2 separate regions of the Danio rerio genome follow, and region 1 is linked to region 2. Evidence: chromatin contacts called from public Micro-C data. All regions are on one chromosome and are shown on one strand. The core of a region is the stretch at or near the end of the contact, and the rest is flanking DNA. Distances in the headings are between cores, read along the strand shown. Region 1 holds the start of si:ch73-111k22.2. Region 2 holds the start of trim67 (tripartite motif containing 67).

Region 1 (2,715 bases), core at 53-2,552, 140 kb before region 2:
ACCCAACCGAGGCTCAAACCAGCGACCTTCTTGCGATCGTGCTATTTTATACATATATATATATATATATATATATATATATATATATATATATATATATATATATATATATATATATATTTTATTGTTTTTAGTTTGTCTTTGTTTATTTTGGGGAATTTGTTTGGTTATGTTTGTATTATTGTTAAAAAGAGTTATAATATGTACCTAGATTCACTTTTACCCTCATAAGAGCATCTTCAAAAGGCGTTGCCATGGTACCAGTACAACAACAATAACAGCAGCACGGCCAGTGGAAACTCAACCCAGTGACATTTAACGATACTTATTAAATATTAAACGAGCAAAACAGTTTGTGTAGTAGACTGAGTTAGAGAGCAGGTGTGCTGAAGTTAATGTTCATACATAATCTGATCGCTGTTATAAGTTTTTTAAGAGCCTGACATGGACAGCGAGGATTACTGTATCATTCACTCTTACCTCCTCGTTTAAACCATAAATGAGTTTTCCATCTTTGAGATGAAACCACGACATCTTCCAGCGCCTGGTGTAGTGGGTTTTCTTGAATAACCATCCTTTACACTCTTCTGGGTGGTTTTCGTCGGTTTTACCGTTAGAGGTCGCCGATTCTAAATCCATTGCTCCAAGATGATTCTCAAACACGCGCATGCGCAAGACAAAACAAAAGTCTTTTGTTAAAGTGGCGAAATGTAAAATTAAATAATAATGACTGATACATATATAATTTATAAATAAATTATTGTGCTTATTGTTTATAAAGCGTTATTTTGAGAACTTACAAATGTAAATTAAATGAGCAAACGAATAAATAAGTTAAAATGTGACGATAAATGTTTTTTAGTTATGTTCGATCTGCTCAAATATTAAACCAACAATATATAATCAAGTATCTCTACTAAATATCTTTTTAAAAATAGGGTTTTCGTTTGTCGGAATTAATTTAGACAGTTTAATGAACAAATCTCTACATTTATGGATTAGTTTGTTCAGTCAAAAAATAAATTCAAAATGATAAATCCTTTCACAGTTTAACTTTTAATAATCCCTTTTACGAAGCGGATTATTAAGATGTTGGAAAAATATGTTGCTCAAAGTTAATGATAACAATGCAATCTTATTCTAATTTAAATGTATTCGTTAAATGCTTATATTTTATTTGTCTTTTATAAAGCGAAAAAGCATCATCCTTTTCACATACATCTTTTTTAAAGTTACATTTTAATCGAACAAAGAGTAATTTTGGGGTGTGTACAAAATAAAAGACTTTTGTGTACGTCAGCGCTTGGTGCCCAGCTGTTAAGGAAATGGCGGCCGCAGCAATGGCAGGGGCTGCCGATCCTCCGCATCTGACGGAGGCTAAAAAGCTGGAGTATTTCTCCTCCATAAACTCGATGGCTCGTAAGATTATGCAGGAGAGGGAAAAGATAAAGGAGACGTACGGTTCGGCTTGGAGTCAGATGAGTCCGGTCGAGCAGGACACGGCGATAGACAACGGTATGATGGATCCGCGGATCCGGGCTCGGTACGCTATGCACCGGGTAGACCGAGACGAGGTGATCTGCTACCCGAAACTGCTCATCCAGACCGGACAAAAGATCGTACACTTCGGAGAAGAGGTGCTTGTGTTTTGTATAGTCATAAGTATTGTAGGAGACTAAGCTCTTACACTCAATGTATGTGAACTAAGTTATTTAAAATTAGGCAAAACAACATAATTCAATATAATTAAATATAAAAAAGATGTTTGGAGCGACAACTTAATTGTTTTATATTTTAATTCTTTTAACCAGCATTGTTTACAGTGTAAGATTCAGTATCTGTAGTAAACTGCATTATGAAAAATTAAAAGCTAATATTTTAAACAGTGTGAATTATTAATGCACAATTTACTTAATATTTCTTCATAATTCGTGACGTTAATTTATTTTATCTTTTGTACCATTCTTGCAAGAGCCAGAAGTGCGAGGGTCTAAATTATGTAGTTATTCATTTGTGTCAACTTAATTTGATCACTTAAAAGGATGGTTCTCCCAAAAACTAAAATGCACTCCGTTTTTTTCCCCTCTGTTGGACCCAAAATAAGATATTTCGAAGAAAGCTGGAATCATTTACTCGCACAGTAGGAAAAACAAATTTTATAGAAGTCGATGGTTACAGGTTTTCGACTTAATTAAAAATATCATTTTTTTTGTTGAACAGAAGAAAAGAAACTCATAAAGGTTTGAAACAAGTTAACGAGTTTGTATTTGACAGAATTTAAATTTAAGTTAAGCATTACGTCTCATAATTGTATACTGTTTACTAATCAAATATCTGTATACTTAGCTAAACTCTCAAGTTTGTCTTTAACGTATATATGTGAAATGTTTGTCCATTAACTTGTTTGCTTAACAAATTTGTAAAATATCTATATATTTAACTGTTTACCTTACAAACATATGCCCTAATATACATAAAATGACTCTGAGATATTATTTCTAGCCCATTTAACTATAAACTTTTATAAATGCATCTAAGCATTAATAAATAAAGGGTTTTAAAAAATAAAATACAAGTGTCAACTAATGTCACAAGAAGGCTTTTAAAAGTAAACATCATATAAATATCCAAGTAAATATATTAAAACTATAATAAATCACTGAATTTAAATGCTTTCCAAACTAGCCTGCAGCATTCATCTGCTGTTTATTAAAC
Region 2 (2,797 bases), core at 123-2,622:
CAGGAAAACATCAATCTTTAAACATGTTTTGTACTTTAAATGAGGAAAATAAACATGCGTTCTGGATGTGATCTAAAAAGAATGTGAGTATACAACATACTTTGTGGAAATTCTGTGAATTAAACTACACAACCCTAAAGAAATAATGTTAAACAAATAGATAAAAGATGAATCACTACAGAACAAAAATGATTGACTTTATTTTATTTCATATTTTCATATTTATGAGGAAAAAGTGTCGTTATGGATGTGACAGATGTGAAATTGCCACTTGTCTGACTTTGGTAAACCAAATATAATAGTTTGAAAACATTGACAGATACATTTTTGAGTATTTCTAAAGTACTTTAAAAAACTTGCTTATACAAAAAACTTAGATGCGGTTTCTGTATTTTGGTGAAAGTTCATTTTTTTCATGGCAAGCTTGACATTTGCATATATATATATATATATATATATATATATATATATATATATATATATATATATATATATATATATATATATATATATATATATATATATATATATATATGTATTTATTTAATTAATTTTTATATTTATTTATTTATTTATTTTTATAAATATTTATTTTTTACATTATTTATTTTATTAAATATTTATTTAGTTATAGTAAAGTATTAATTAATAGTGGTCTATTTTAATATAATTTGTAAATATCTTAATTTTAAACATTATATATATATATATATATTTTTTTTTTGCTTGTTTATTATATATATATATATATATATATATATATATATATATATATATATATATATATATATATATATAGCAATCCTGGTAAAACAGACTTTAAAATTAAAGAACATGGTGTTTTGTTTGTTAAGATTAAAAAAAATGTGTTAAGACGGGAAGATAGAATCTGTAGTAGAGTATGAAATAAGTCTGTCTGCGCATAGTGAAAGTGATGAAGTGTTAATTAATTCTGTGCTGTAATTAGACTCAGTGGGCTGGATCAGCTGAAAGCAGCTCGATTCTTGCTGGGATAAATTCTTTGCCCTAATTATTCACGGCCACTCACAGAAACAGGCTGCTGGTCAGCTCTCTCTCGGATGCCATCACAATTTCAACGCTTGCCCTCCTTTTCAGGGGTTGTTTACACACGGGCTTCTTTTAATTGCAAATGAGCCCCCCCGAACCTGTGACCCTGGAATACGGGACGAAAATACAAATTCTTCTCGCCGCATTTAATTAGGGGGATTAAGGGAGTTGTAGTTTTTACGCGCTCACCTCACGCGACGTGGATCAGCGTGGGGACTACAACGCCCACAAGCGTTCTGTCACTGCGCATGCGCGAAGCGCGAAACGGGAGCTGTCCGCGTCTGGTAGTGCTGCTCTGATTTCATTCAACGGCTGCGCGTACGAGCGTGTGTGTTTATGGACGCGATGGAAGAAGAGCTCAAATGCCCGGTTTGCGGTTCTCTCTTCAAGGAGCCCATTATTTTACCGTGCTCTCACAATGTCTGCCTCGCGTGTGCCCGGAATATCACCGTGCAGACCCCGGAGGGAGAGACCCCTCCACAGAATCGAAGCTCCGGCACCTCGGACTATGATTATCTGGACATGGATAAGATGAGCATGTATAGCGAGACGGACAGCGGCTACGGGTCTTACACGCCGTGCCTCAAGTCTCCCAACGGCGTGCGAGTGTTCCCGCCGGCGCTCATGCACCGCCACTGCTCCATCACCTGCCCGCTGTGCCACCGCAGCGTGTCCCTGGACGAGCGCGGGCTCCGGGGACTCCAGCGCAACCGGCTGCTCGAGGCGATCGTGTCCCGCTACCAGCAGAGCCGCGCCGCCTCCGTCAAGTGCCAGCTGTGCGACCGCAACCCGGTGGACGCCACGGTCATGTGCGAGCAGTGCGACGTGTTTTACTGCTCCCCGTGCCAGCAGCGATGTCACCCCTCCCGCGGACCGCTGGCCAAGCACCGGCTGCTGCCGCCGACCCAAGCGCAGGCGGGGAGCGCACAGCCGCCCGGCGCCCCCGCGCGCAAACAGCCGACCTGCGTGGATCACGAGGCGGAGAACTACAGCATGTACTGCGCCAGCTGCAGGACCCCCGTGTGCTACCAGTGTCTGGAGGAGGGCAAACACGGGAAACACGACGTGAAGCCGCTGGCCGCCATGTGGAAACAGCACAAGGTAATCATGAGCAGCATACTGGAGCTTTTATTGGGGCATATTGTACATGTACAGACACTCTAAAAAATGTTGCTTAGACCAAACAAAAAATAACGCAACATTTTGCATTAATATATTCAAGTTACAAAAACATCCAACAAAGTTCAGACAACACATTTTATTAGGTTAGCCAAATGACCCTTAATTTCCTCTTCAATCAGAGGCATTTTTACGTAACATAAACTCCATTTAAGTCGAGTACTGAAAATTAGTTTTTTAATTAAAATTTAAAACAAATCCAGTGTTATGTCCTTAGTTACATGTAGGTTTTCAAGTTTAGATCATCAAATAAATTAAGTAGCTGAAAGATTTTAGTGTTTTTGTTTGTTTTCAACTGTTTTCAACCCGTTTTCTGTGTTTTATTTGTTTTAAACCACAGATTGTCATTGTTTTACAAAGCAAAAACATGTACTACTGTCCCATATAAACAGTATGAAAATTACAAAAACATCAGTGTGTGCACTTAAAAATAAAAAACAGCCCCATTAGTGTGAAAAAACTGAGTTATCAACCTAATTTTTTCGGGGTTGCTGCAAGTTAAATATTGTTTTCAACTAATTGACATATATTTACCTTTAAATTAGCCGCA

Evidence for each region. Hi-C and Micro-C count contacts between places; a contact is called where the count stands out from the background.
Region 1: a Micro-C map of caudal fin shows a contact between it and region 2, with 6 times the contacts expected there. The contact joins the promoter of si:ch73-111k22.2 here to the promoter of trim67 in region 2. A contact is called at or near these places in 3 of 18 Hi-C or Micro-C datasets (caudal fin, hematopoietic stem cells and an unstated tissue).

The regions. Positions count from the first base shown.
Region 1 is chr20:4,297,118-4,299,832 of GRCz12tu, reverse strand. It overlaps si:ch73-111k22.2, which reads left to right and starts at 1,302. Exons shown (of 4, transcript NM_001201453.2): 1 at 1,302-1,637. The coding sequence starts at 1,326. It overlaps si:ch73-111k22.3, which reads right to left and starts at 669. Exons shown (of 2, transcript NM_001386283.1): 1 at 481-669. The coding sequence starts at 639.
Region 2 is chr20:4,154,454-4,157,250 of GRCz12tu, reverse strand. trim67 (tripartite motif containing 67) reads left to right here and starts at 1,372. Exons shown (of 10, transcript XM_073934045.1): 1 at 1,372-2,169. The coding sequence starts at 1,405.